Regions from separate parts of the Mus musculus genome. Here region 2 is linked to region 1. A link is a contact called in public promoter capture Hi-C data. All regions are on one chromosome and are shown on one strand. Each heading gives the region's core, a stretch centred on a gene start, on an enhancer-like site or on the middle of the called end of the contact. The rest is flanking DNA. Distances are from core to core; before and after follow the strand shown.

Region 1 (7,253 bases), core at 2,879-5,378:
ATGGTTAAATTTCTTTTACATCCCTGAATTCCAATGGCCTCCTCCCCTGTAAGAAGGATGACACTATTATGTGACTGTTAGTTTGGGAGCCTTGTCCTTCAGAAACTGTAATGCCCTCTTCCGTTTTTTACACCTTCTCACCTGTCCTGTTGATTCTAAGGTGTGGCTTCAAGACTTTGTCTGCTCTCTCCTTGTTTCTGGCCACCCCCTCAACACCTTTCTCTTAAGCCATGTCTCTCCAGGTTCCAGCCCAATCTCCTACATTCCAATCTCAATGCTGTGTATTTCCACTTAGCCATGCTGCTACTGCATCTTGTAGTTAGCCAGCAGAAAGCCAAGTGGTTATTTCTTCCCTAAATTGCCTCCTGGTTTCACCTTACACATGCCCAAAGTGCAGAGTCACCTTTAAGATTATTTTCCTTCTGTTCAGTTGTCAAATGCGGTGGACTCCTCCTTCAGAATGTCTTTGGTCTGAGCAAGAATGGAAACGCAAGGGTTTATAATAATTGTGTTAAGTTTTCTTTTTTAAAGAGTAACAGATTTATTTCCTTAATATAGACTTATTATTTAAAAAACTGAAATGGAGGCATTTCTGTTCCCTAGTGTTAACCTCCTGACTGCTGTGCCTTTGGAGTTACTCTGTTTCCAGACTCTGTACACAACTTCCCAATTAATCCTTGCTTCCCCTGTAAGAACTTTCTTCGAATGTATAAATACCGAGTTAGTCTTTCTACCTAGGCAAGGGCTGTGCTTTCTTATTCCTGCAAAATCATAGACTTAAATGTCTTTATGTTTCCTAACCTAATTATATAAATGTGTCATTTGGGAATTGGAGATCTATAGGGACCAAAAACTGTTCTGAGACATTTTCAAGTCAACGTGGAACAAGATGCTGAAGAACACATAGCTAGCTTCCAGAGTACAGAATCAAAACAATGAATTAAGTGTTCACACCAGAAGGTCCTAGGTTTCCAAACCTCTTTGATAATTCACTGTGCTCTAGGTAGGACAAATCTTTGATAATTGTTCCTTACAAAGAATATGCTGGGGAGACAGCTTAGTTGGTAACATGTTTGCTGTTCAAGCATGAGGACCTAAGGTCAATTCCAGGACTCAGGTAAAAATACCACGTGTGCTAATGTGCACCTGTAATCCAAGCATCAGGGAGACAGAGAAAGGTGCCTCCCTGGCCAGCCAGCCTGCCCCAGTCACTGAGCCCCAGGTTCTTCCAGTGAGAGACTTTGTTCAAAGGACATGAGCACGTGTTCCTGAGGATGACACCTGAGACTGTCCTGTGTCCTACACACACACACACACACACACACACACACACAGAGGTACAAATTCAGAAGCATACACACAAAAGTCTTAGAATCAAGCTAGATTTGCATTTTAATCTGGCCACTTCTTATTTTTTGCGGAAATAACTATCGTGTCGTGTCCTCTCATCTGTGAAATGTTGATAGCTCTTCCACCTCATGAAGAAATGGAACTGGAAAATGGTACATGCATAAAGCAAGTGGAATATAGAAAATCTGGGCCAGTGTCTTAGTCAGGGTTTCTATTCCTGCACAAACATCATGACCAAGAAACAAGTTGGGGAGGAAAGGGTTTATTCAGCTTACACTTCCAAACTGCTGTTCATCACCAAGGAAGTCAGGACTGGAACTCAAGCAGGACCTCCCCTCTTGATCACTAATTGAGAAAATGCCTTACAGCTGGATCTCTTGGAGGTGGATGCATTTCCCCAACTGAAACTACTTTCTCAGTGATAACTCCAGGTGTGTCAAGTTGACACAAAACTCGCCAGCACAGCCAGCACGTAAAATAAAATACCCTAAGTTATCAGCTTGAAGTTTTGTTTTTTTTTTTCTTAGTAATGTTCATATTTTAATCCACACCTTTTTAAAAATTAAGTAAATGCATCATGTGGTGTTGTTAAATCTTTCCCTCCTGGGTATTGTAAATATTTGGGTGGTGGCAAGCATTACGTAAGTGTCCACCCATTAATTCTTAAACTCATTTCTTTGGAAAAAACTTATTACTGAAAATAAAATACTTTAGAAAGTGACAGCTTAGACCAATTGGTGTTCCAAAATTGGGCGATAAGATAGGTTTTTGTTTGTTTGTTTGTTTTGTTTTTTTGTTTGTTTGTTGTTTTTACAGACAGGGTTTCTCTATGTAGCCTTGGATGTCCTCGAACTCACTCTGTAGACCAGCCTGGCCTGGAACTCAGAAATCCGCCTGCCTCTGCCTCCCAAGGGGTAGGATTAAAGGCGTGTGCAACCACTGCCTGGACAATAAGATAGTTTTGGACACTTGGCTGGGCTCACTGTTCTATCTAGCTATAAAGCTATGATCTTTATTTAACACACATGTAGAGAACTCTTTCAAGGGTTTATGAGTGCTCCCTATCTGATTTTGACTCAGCTAACTACAGCAGGGCAGAAAAAAGTAGTGAATGAGGTCACAGAGAGCTCTCAGGGAATAAATGAAGGTCCATGTGACACCACTTCTGTCACTGCTGGGCCCTGACATGCAAGTGGCACATAAGGAAGGAAGGGTCAAGTTTTTAACAACTATGAGAAGAAACACACTTGATAGTTATGAAACACTCTACCCTTGTGAGACTTAAACTTCAGGATGTTTTTAAGAAATGGCCCTATTGAGGCCAAGTTAACTTGGAACTTCAAAACCCAGGCTAGCCTTTAACCCAAAACCTCTTGCTCTACCTTCCAAGTTTACAGGCATGAGTCGCTAGGGTATGATGTCAACTCCAGAACCCTTAAATACTGTTAGATTTCAACAAACACCTATAAAGCAACCCTTTCCTGTAATCTCGGCAACAGGAAAACACGGTGCTTGGGTAACTAAGTAAGCAAGAATCAGAAGAAAACACTTGTTAAAAACCAGTTTGCTCTTCAAAAGCTCACACTAACCAATAAGGAACCACAAGAAAACTTTAGGAATGGTTATCAGTATATGACAAACACTCCCACAACTGGTCTACCATTGAAGGCTGAGTTTCTGGTGAGGGATTTCACCAGTTGGGTAAAACACCTATATAAAAAGGGAATTCATAGTGGGACACTGCTAACCAGACCCAGACACACAAAGGGGAGCACTTTGGGGCTTTTTACATGAGGGCCTGTGGCAACTTACCTCTGCTTCCTCCCACCTCGACCCTCCCGGTGGGGATTTGCAGGAGACACATGGTGTGGTACATGGCTCTTTACTCTGGATATCACACGCATGTGGGGCTTCATAAACCGGGTTGCACAGTGACCAGCCAATACCAAATAATCCTAATTCCTAGTGCTGTCCTCAAGAGAGGTTCAGTTTATTCCATGCACAGCTTCACCTTCTGCATTCTTTTCTTTCCTTTTCTTTTTCAATTAATTAATTTAATGCTCTGGTGTGATTCCAATGTGTGGATCGCTTTGTTTGTCACTGTTCTTCACACCACGAAATAAATCTTTTTCTTAAGCTCTACTATTTATTCCTGAATTCTATTTCATAGCAGGACTGAAATAATCCCAAAGTCGAATTCAGGTGGTATCCTTGGTCCATATCTATAACCAGGGCTAAGAAGGTGACTCCTCACCCAGATAGGGTCTGAAAAACCTCAGCCAAGCTCCCTAGATCTCTGCATATTGTTTGTGACCGGTTCTGGCAGGCTGATCCCTCCCTGTTTTCTTGGATCCTATCCTATTTTCTGTTTTGACACCATGGTGAGACCTAGGAGACACACTCTTGGTCAGCAGCTCCCACCCTCCCATCTGACATCTTCCAGCTGAAGCCACAGGGGTCCTGGGTGTTTCCCTATTTCTCAGCTCCCTCTGGCTCAGGAATTCCACCGCGCCTACCCTTCCCTTTGCAAGCACTCAGCACACCAGAGTTGGGAGTGTGGGTAGCTTTCTGCTGGAGCAGAGTGCTGACACAGAGTACTGGGGGAGTGAAGCGCCCTCCTTTAGAAGGTACTCCCCCAGACCCCAGACCCCACTCCCGCCGGACAACTAGGTCCCCTGGGTGAAGCTAGAGGCCAGGCACCCGCCCTCATTAATGAGGGAACGCCCTCTTGCACGCAGGCTGCCCCACCCAGGGTGACGAGGGCCCTGCCCCGCCCCGCCACAGCTGCTCAATTAACTGCGGCTCAAAACAGCTCCAGCCGCAGCCGGGCAAGGTCTCTTCTACCTGGGGCTATGATCCGTGGGCGGGCGCCTAGGACTCGGCCATCACCGCCGCCTCCGCTGCTGCCGTTGCTGTCGCTGTCTCTGTTGCTGCTGTCCCCAACTGTACGCGGTGAGTGGCCAATGCGCGACGACCGGCTGGCTGCCCGCCAGGGGGCGCATGCTCAGCAGACATTGTGTCCCAGTAACTGGGGGCTCCGCTGCTGGGTGCCGGCGGCCAGCGGGAGGGATGGGGGTGGAATGCTGGGCTATCTGGGCTGTGACTGGATCCCCTCCGCGATCAGAGACCGTGGCAACACCAAAAGGGAGGGTTGAGTGCGAATCTCCAACCCTGCTCCTGGCTCTTTTATTCTTAAGGTGGAAGCTAGATGGCTGGCCACCTGCGCCGGTGAGAGACTGGTCGCGAGCAGCTACCGGGTGTCTTATCTCGCGCCTTGCTCGCTGCAGTGTTCCTGTGGATATTAAGTAGATTCTGAACGACTCAAGGCGGGTGGGAATTTACTCCCTACTTAGTTTTTGTCTTGTGTTCACGAGAGTCCAAGCATTCCAAGTTCCTGAGGGGCAAGTTCAGCCCTGGCAGGAAGGTAAGAGCCATTGCTGCTTCTCTTGTTCCAGGTCTGGGGAAAGAAAGCTCCTTGCCAACTTCAGTTTTACACCTGCTCTTTTCTTCCTAGGAGACTGCGGCCCACCTCCAGACATTCCTAATGCCAGGCCAATCTTGGGCAGACACTCCAAGTTTGCTGAGCAAAGCAAAGTGGCATACTCGTGTAATAACGGCTTTAAACAAGTTCCAGACAAGTCAAACATAGTTGTCTGTCTTGAAAATGGCCAATGGTCGAGCCACGAAACATTCTGTGAGAGTAAGTTCTTCATTTCTCTTTCTGAAAAGTTTTGGGAATGTGGATCTCGTTGAGGTTATTTTTATGCCTCTTTGGAGTGACTGGTAATTGATAGTTTTCTAGCATTATTAAACCCCAGGGTATACATGTTGGCAGTTTACACTCGAGCTAATTGAAGGCGGTACTTCCTATGGCAAGTCCTGCTTCTTCATTAAGAGTTTTTCTTTCTATTGTACAGGCTAGTAGAGAAAAAAAATGATAGGTACTGTTTAGGGAGTAAATTATATGTGAATATATTTGGCAATTACCCTGAGACACACACCCTGGTGATCTGTCTTGTTCAACTCTATTTTGTTAAGTAATGGATACAAGTCTTGGGAGACATTTTGAGGTCTTACTTCAAAAAAAAAAAATCTGTTGTACATATAGCCCTATGTTATCTTTAAGATATAGTTTTAGGTTGTTCTGGCATATCATCTGAACATTATACTAGACGGTATGTGTACTGACCAGGGTTCTCTATGAAACCCATGGCTTTGTTCTTTTCTTATAAACCTCTATAGCATGTAAGTCTACTAACTACTGTTGGCAGTTAGAACACATTAGCCAGAAAGAGAGGAAGGTTCTCCAGGCTTAAGGCATTACTGTCTGCTATTTATGCTGTATATACATTGTGCACCACGGCTATGCTAATTTTCTTTTAAAAAATCAACATTAGATTACTGTATGTTGCTCAGTCTGGTCTCAACTCCTGGGATCAAAATCCTCCTGCCTCAGCCACTCAAGTAGCTTGAATTATAAGCCATGATACTTGCTTTTCTTTTTTTTCTTTTCTTTTCTTTTCTTTTCTTTTCTTTTCTTTTCTTTTCTTTTCTTTTCTTTCTTTCTTTCTTTCTTTCTCTCTCTCTCTCTCTCTCTCTTTCTTTCTTTTCTTTCTTTCTACAAATTATTATTAAAATTTTTGTTAGAAATTATTATTTCTAACAAAAATAACACGTATAGTATGATAAGCACATGAGCTGGCAACACACAGACTTATCAAATGCTATCTACTCCATGTGATTGTATGTGCTATACTCCTCATGATTTTCATGTACTATGGTTGCTACCCCAGCACCAGGGCAAACTTGTTAGCAAGGAGTTACTTTACATTAGGATGGCCATGATGTTGCTAGGCAACAGGAATATTTCAGTTCCATTGCATTCCTGCAGGCCCCACATTTGTCTATGGGGCCCATCATGGGTCAGAATATTGCTATATAGTGAATGACTGACCACACAAAAGTAAAGATAAAAGCAAGACTTGATTGCTGACTTTGAATGACCTGAATCAGGTGTCTCTGTATTAAATCCAGAATCATTCAAAATTAATTTTTGAAAACACACTAGATCCATCTTCTCATTTGCATTTTCAGCCCTTATACAAGGCAAAAAATAGCCCCTAAACTCTCACCACAGGTATGAAAAGTTTGTAACGGTTCAACAGTATTGATGCATCTAATCCTTCAAGCAACCTCATGAGGGACTCTTCTCTCAATTTCAGAGTTAAAGAATCCTTCTACCAGAAGATGGATAATGTAGGCCAGACCTATACCTCTTAAGCCAAAGAGCCTGGCTCCAAGCTTGATCACTGAGCTAATGAGCAACACTTTCTTGCTGTACTCCTTGCCCCTCTAGAGCTCATTTGCTCAGCTGTTCACACATGATATACTTTATGTACATGGCTGGTTCATCTGACTCTTTTTACCAGGGGCAGTGTGAGGTTCAATGAGTAAGTATGTATAAAACATTTACAAATATTCAGTAAATTCTATTGTTATTGGCACTGGTGTGTGAAAACTTCACAGACTCCTAGTCATTGAAAAATGAAGGTATGAATGTGATTACACTTGATGAACTACGAATACCACAGTCATATTTATTTAAAAATTAATATATAAAGACATAGAGATCCATGCAAAGCAAATAGTTGATGGGAAAAGGGTGGATTAACGACTAGCTATTAGATTGCCTGGATTATAAACTAAGTTCACATTCCTATTTCTCTGTTGCCATGTTAACTCTTTTAGAATCATGTGTTGCTCCAGAAAGACTGAGTTTTGCATCCCTCAAAAAAGAGTACCTCAACATGAATTTTTTCCCAGTTGGTACTATTGTGGAATATGAGTGTCGGCCAGGATTTCGAAAACAACCTCCACTCCCAGGAAAAGCAACTTGCCTTGAG
Region 2 (7,253 bases), core at 2,077-4,576, 170 kb before region 1:
TATGCTACTGTAGCTGACCTGCCTTCTATGATCTTCTGAAGCCAGAACTGCAGTCTCTGGCACTTAGCACATCTTCTTCACACAGCAAGGATTAAGTTTGTACTATCTCATCAGGAGCTACTTGGCTCTGACTTTCAGCCTGCTAGTTGGAAGTCACAGGAAGAAAAGGGGACACTTAGAAAAATGATTATAGCATTTATCACTAAGTTGTAAAAAGTTTTCTATGAAAGCTAACTAAGGGGAAAGGCAGAAAGATCCTAAACGGGGAAGGGGAAAAGTTCTCTAAGGGGGCAAAAATTCTAGTAAGGGAAAAGAGTTTTCCGGAAGAGGAAAAGGAAAACTTCTACTCTAAGTGGGGAAAGGCAACATATTCTCCTCTCTCTCCTGTCCTCAGCACTTATACATCTTCCAGAATACATGATCACATGTTACAAAGATCATCACAAGTTCACACAAAAAAATCAAATCATAAGTTGAAATAGAAGTTTACAGCAGAGAATGTTTACATGCATATCCATTAGGAGTAATTATCTGGCTAAATATCTATCACCTGTCTCAGCTCTATAGGTTCTCTGAAGGTTTAAAACCATAACTAAGTTATTCGTGTTGAAGTTTTATATAGATAAACCCAGTCAATATTTTATCTTCTGTCCTAGCACCTATAATAAATCATTAGTTCCATTTTTATGACCTTTGGTTAATTGTTTTACAACGTCTTGGAATGTGCTCTGAGCAGGAGAAAATCTGTTTACCATCTAAGAGCAATTAACTGGTGACACTTGGGAGATTGGCAGAGTTCTCATTGCAGTTTTGACTCTCAGAAAAGGACCCAATGACAGTTCCACTATAAAAGAGCTTAATAATCACAGATATAATTTTAGGAAATCTTATAGGATCATCATTAGGAGTTAAGTCATCTATTTGTCTATATAGCATCACTACAAGATAGTACATCTTCATGGATCCGCAGAGATCTGTTCCAAAGGGGTTTGCTATTATTTAGTGATTGTTATATATGTTTCATAATAACAAGAAAAGCATGTTAATGCAGAAATCTTTCTGAAAATGAATCCCTTTACAGCCTTGCTTAATAAGGGCACACGTGTCACAGATTATATAATAATCTGAAGCAGGTCATCTCAGGATGATCACCTGCTAGTTATTAGCTTGTCACATTATAGCTCCTGACAATATATTATTATATACTGTAATCAAGTTATTGGAATCTACAGTATAGCTAGACAAAGCCTGTGCCTGTGGGTATGCATGTGTGAATGTTAAGTGTCATAGTAAAATACTTTTTATTACTCTCTAATATTGTAGGACTAGAATTCACAGCCTGAATCACTGCTTGTGAGATCAGATTTAATACAGGGATTGTTATAAGTTGTTTAAATTGTAAAAACCTAATCAATTTTGCATATTCTGAGCTAGAGCTGACTGGGTGTATTTTTTGTTCTTCAACAAAATGGCAAAGACTACAAGACAGGAAAAGCTTCTACAAGACAGAAAAAGCTTCTATACCCAGCTAACCTTGCTGCACTCTCCACGGCCTTAAGCTTTTCTGCAGTACCACAGTATGAAGTGGAAATTTGGGGGGTTTTTGGAGATCAGTTGTGTCGAGTAATGTTTTACTTGAAACTGTCTTACGAGAGGATGTTTTGCTGAAGCAGATACATGCGAGGTTATTTCGATGGGAAAAGACATGGTGTTTTTCTGGAAGCCGCCTGGAAAAAGGGAATGTGATGTTTTGCTAGAGCTGAAACTTGAGAGAACATGTTTGGAAAGGGTGTAAGTATAAGCCAATAGATTGTGGACAATGCTGTAGTACTGGTTCACCTTGCCTTCCTTGATGACCATCATTTCTCATGGCCTTGTAGAGAGAGATGCACCAAAAAACTTCTCCTGATATTCTGGTGGCTTCTTGTTGCTTCCATGGACTTGGGACAACTGGCAGAGCCTCACGTTTTTTTTTTTTCTGGATTGAATTGCCATTGTTGATTCATAAATGGTGTTTATGAGTGGATCAAGCTACCACTGCTGATTTGTGTGACCTAAACTGCTGATATCTTGACAATAAAATCTGGAATTGCCCCAAAACTTATTTCTAAACAGGTCCACATCCTGCCTTGTCCTATTAACCTTTCCTGGTGTGTAGTGGGCTATAAGAGAGATAAAAGTATTTAGGGTTTGAAAAATCTAAGCCTACATCAGTAGATTAGGATTTGGTTTAAATTTAGTAGATTCTAATGGACCATGTGACTAAAGTTCCTGGAAAGACATTAAACAATCCATGGAGTCTGGTGAGAACGGCAGTGATCACAGAGAGGTTGGGACACTGCAGGTCCAGAGACTGGTGACAATCTGGAGCAAGGCGTATCTTTAGCTTCCTGCATAACGATCCCTTGCCCACTTTTATATTTCATCTAACATCCTTGTAATTGTTGTGTGAAACCTTTTGGGGTATATTAACTTAACAGATCACTGGATTGCATCAACCTAGAAGACAAGAATGTCCTCGGATATCATCTGAGGGCCACAGCAGCAGTTTCCTGCTTTGCTGTAACCCACTGTATTTGTAGCAAAAATTTGAAAAGTGTTTGTTTATGACTTCCTTGTTTCTGTGGCTATAAAATTTTCATGAAACCATGGTCACACTGAAACATGAGGTTGGTAAAAGCTGATCCTGTGTTCCTTGGTCATGGTCACTAATATTTGGCTCTAGAATAAATGATCTCTTACTGCCTTTGAAGACAGAGCTGAGTTGGTTTTTTTTTTTTTCCGTCCTCATCCAACAGTGTTTATGGATTACTATCACACTTCCTTGTGTTTATTCTATATAATTTCTATAGTAATTATAATATATACAAGATGTAAATACTATGAAAATTCTTTTTACATGGTGTTGCTTAGGAAATAATGTAGAAGATAGTTTGTACATGTTCAGTACAGATAAAACCACTTTGTCTCTACCTACACAATCTACCAGCCAACCACTGGCATCTGCAGAATCCACAAGTGAGAAGACTGTGGTTACAGCAGTAGAAACATCCTCCCAGTTGCCTCACAGGCAGGCAGGACAAAACCAAACACTAGTATATGTTATCACATTTGAAGGTAGGCTGAGAGTAAGGATCTGCAGTTAATCCTATACAAGAACTATGACTGACTCCATTCCTATCTGAACTCATCCCCACTTGCTCTACCAACAACCAACCACACCACTGGAACTTCAGATTTTGATCAGAACATTTGCCTGAAAGGAAAGAATGTTGTGGTAATTCTGTTCCAGGGAGGGGCAAAGAATGTCAGTAACCAAAGATACTTCATTCTGAGAGGGGCGAAAAACCCAAGGCAACACTAGAGTCTTCCTACGTCTTATTCAGATACCTACAGGTCAGTCATTTCCTAAACACTCAGACTACCTCAGGGAAAAGGCTAGAGGTTTATCACCTTGATGAGTACAAAATTAGGGAAAAGGTAATGACCAACAAGGAAAGAAGGTGCCTAGTAGATTAGAAATGAGTGCTACCATTTTTTTCTGATTCTGAAGGCAAATGTGTTGGTTTATCTACTCCCTGTATGAGAGTGAAAATGGCAAATGATACTAGCTACCCAATGAGGCAAAAGGGCTGGAGAGTGGGACACAGGAAACTCACAGCACAGGGGAGACTGGAGCTAGCCACACAGAAAGTCTTCATTGTATCTTCTGTCCCTTACTTTTCTAGAATTGGCATTGTGCCCTTGCTAAAAAACAAAACAAAACAACAACAACAAAAAAGACTTTGGATCTATATGTAAAAGCCAGACCATAAAGCTTCTATGAGAAGCCACAGGAGTGAATCTTTAGGTCTTGAGTAGGCAGCAACAAGAAAAAGAGAAAAGTTGGACTACATTAGAATTAAATAAAAAATACTCGTGTGCCTAGTGAGATCCTGTTAAGGATGAATGGGAAACTGGGCCTGGTGTCTGCCACCTATAATTCCAGCACTTGGGAAATAGAGGCTAGAAGACAGGACATTTAAGGACACAATGAGCTACTGTGACTTTAGCGGGGCAGCCTTTCTCCATAAATACAGGAAAGGTAAAGAAATAACTTTCACAGGTTAACAACAAAAGGTGGTAAATTGAATTTAAAAATGAATCTGTTTGAATGCACATTTCTCCAAAGAACGGACTTACGCGAACTGCTGGCATCTATATTGTTTATAATATAGATGATCTCTAAGATGACAGATTGATGTATAATTTTCAGAACTGTCAGATGTGCATGTCACAGAAAGCATACTTTGACTTTTGAAGTTTGGTCTTCTCTTGGATTAGCAATACCCAGTGCGGCAGCCTCCCATGAGACTGAGCAGTGGTGGGAACTTGCAGCTCCCAGTCAAGCATGGCATCGGGAGGGGAACTGACTGATGGTTTGGGAGGGAATGTGCTACCAGTGGGGTTTGGGATGGTGAGTTTTATGGTGTCCATCCCGTAGTGTCTACAGAATGCCCCCTCTTTGTGTGTGTATGATTTTTAGCATTTTAGTACACGGTAGGCTTTATAGACGGCTTTGTCTGAATGTAGCCTAAGTGTTCTGAGTATGTTTAATGTAGATTAGGCCAAGCCATGCTATTTGGTGGGTTTGACGGTAATACTAATGCATCAATTCAAGAGGATCTGGAATCCCCTAAGAAATAAGCCTCTAAGCACACCCATGAGGGATTAGCTAATAGACAAGCCCCTGCCCTTGTCTTAGAGGGGTTATGTAGATTAGGTTAATTCATGTGGGAAAACTCACCTTAAAGAAGGGTGGCACTATTGGGGATGCTGGGGTCCTGGGCTAAATAAGGAGAGAGAGCTAGCAGTGCTTAAGAATTTATTGCTCTTTCCTTTTAAAGTACAGATACAAGCTCTAGCTGCAAGCTAGTCTGTCTCTACCTAACAGACTGTATTCTCAAATCATGGTCTAAAATAAACCCTTTCCCACTTAAATTGCTGCTATTAGGGTGTGCTATCACAGCTACATGGAAAGTAACTGAGATGTGTGTGTGTGTGTGTGTGTGTGTGTGTGATACAGTTTTAGTTGGATGATGAGACATCAGGGATCATCTTTAGTTTAATATATCAACCTACTTAATATATAATATAACATAATATAATATATACAATATAATATATAATAACCCACTTAATATATATATAATATATAAGCTGCTAGGTTTGGGGAAGAGAGAAAGGAAATGCTTAGTAATGAGAATGTGATGAAAATGTCCTGGAATTCAGTGAAATACAAAACTTCACAGAACTGGACGCTTTAAGTAGAGAAGTTATCCTCAATCTTCACACACAGGAGGGAATGACCAAATAAGAGTGTTATCAGTTGAACCCAGTGGTCTGTGTGCAATTTACAGATCCATCTCTGGGGGCACAGTGTCTGCTGTGATCCCAACACTTCAGCTGTGGCCTCAGTGGGGGGCTTCGGTAAACAAGGGATGTGAAATGATGTCTCTACTGCTAATCAGATGTGACTGGCATCCTTCTACTGTGAGGACTTAAACCAGCTGCTTCAGAAAAGGCAGGAATCTTCACACTGCCCGACTCCATCCATTGCCTCCTTATAGAGGCCCCCTTCTTACAGATGTGCCTACCTTTAAGACAGGTGAAAGCTCTCATCATGTGACCCAAGCAACCTCACACCGACATTCTCCAACTTTAGTTTCCCTAGTGGGAGAATTATGAAATAGTCTTTTAAAACACATGCTTAGTTATTGATTTTGTGTGTGTGCTCGGGGTGGGGGTGGGGGAGCATGTGCTGCCATGAAATGGAGGCCAGAGGATAACTTCTGGGAGTCAGTTCTCTCCTTCCATCTTATGGGTTCAAAGAATCAACTCCAGGGAATCAGGCCTGGCAGCAAGTACCATTATCTTCTGAGAATCTTAGCAGCATTTCTGTTGTTGTTTAAATTAAAAGTAACATTTTTCATACAATATATTCTAATCACAATTTCACCTCCTCATCTTCTCCCAGATATCTACCTCCCCACCAATCTGTCTCTGAGCCTTTTCTCTCTTTCTTTAAAAAACATAAGAGGCCAAAAGAAGAAATTACAGTTGAAAAAAATAAGGAAAGCAAAAGCATAACACACACACACACACACACACACACACACACACACACACACACATCCAGCGCATACATCAATACACACACACACACACACACACACACACGCACACACACACGCACACGCACAAACCCACAAATCATAAACCACACAAAATCAGAAAACATAACACACAGCAAAATACCAGTAAGTTTAAAACAAAACAAACAAAAAGCCCAAACAAAACCATGTACATCTATTGCTGCGTGTAAAAGCTACTCTTAAATGTGGCTTATACTTTGATATTGGCTACTGGTTTGCTGTATATTGCTTTTATTAAGTCTAGGTATGGGCCTTGAATTCCTGATCTTTCCAAGACTTTTTTCATGAATGAGTGTTTGTCAAATGCTTTCTCAGCATCTAATGAGATTATCATGTGTTTTTTTTCTTTGAGTTTGTTTATATAGTGGATTACATTGATGGATTTCCATATATTGAACCATCCCTGCATCCTTGGAATGAAGCCTACTCGATCATGATGGATGATCATTTTGATGTGTTCTTGAATTTGGTTTGTGAGAATTTTATTGAGTATATTTGCATCAATATTCATAAGGGAAATTGGTCTGAAGTTCTCTTTCTTTGTTGGGTCTTTGTGTGGTTTATGTATCAGAGTAATTGTTGTTTCATAGAACGAATTGGGTCGAGTACCTTCTGTTTCTATTTTGTGGAATAGTTTGGGGAGTATTATTAGGTCATCTTTGAAGGTCTGCTAGAACTCTGCCCTAAACCTGTCTGGTCCTGGGCATTGTTTTGTTTGGGAGACTATTACCAATGCTAAATCTGATAGAAGGCTAATATCCAATACATACAAAGAACTCAAGAAGTTAGACTCCAGAAAACCAAATAACCTTATTAAAAAGGGGGTACAGGGCTAAACAAAGAATTCTCAACTGAAGAATACTGAATGGCTGAGAAGCACATTAAAAAAAATGTTCAACAGCCTTAGCCATCAGGGAAATGCAAATCAAAACAACCCTGGGATTCCATCTCACACCAGTCAGAATGGCTAAGATCAAAAACTCAGGTGAAAGCAGATCCTGGCGAGGAGGTGGAGAAAGAGGAACACTTCTCCATTGCTGGTGGGATTGCAAGCTGGTA

Evidence for each region. Capture Hi-C pulls out chosen DNA fragments and counts their contacts.
Region 2: a contact with region 1 is called in a promoter capture Hi-C map of liver, with 2.6 times the contacts expected there. The contact joins the promoter of Zp3r here to the promoter of Cd55 in region 1. A contact is called at or near these places in 1 of 15 datasets of contacts at CTCF or cohesin (embryonic stem cells), 5 of 484 Hi-C or Micro-C datasets (CD4 T cells, CD8 T cells, LSK cells and 1 more), 3 of 115 datasets of contacts at active chromatin or transcription factors (large pre-B cells, memory CD8 T cells and pancreatic cancer cells) and 3 of 9 other capture datasets (adipose tissue, liver and pancreatic islet).

The regions. Positions count from the first base shown.
Region 1 is chr1:130,459,619-130,466,871 of GRCm38.p6, reverse strand. It overlaps Cd55 (CD55 molecule, decay accelerating factor for complement), which reads left to right and starts at 4,128. Exons shown (of 10, transcript NM_010016.3): 1 at 4,128-4,302; 2 at 4,865-5,050; 3 at 7,099-7,253. The coding sequence starts at 4,203.
Region 2 is chr1:130,625,679-130,632,931 of GRCm38.p6, reverse strand. It overlaps Zp3r (zona pellucida 3 receptor), which reads left to right and starts at 3,326. Exons shown (of 12, transcript NM_009581.2): 1 at 3,326-3,396.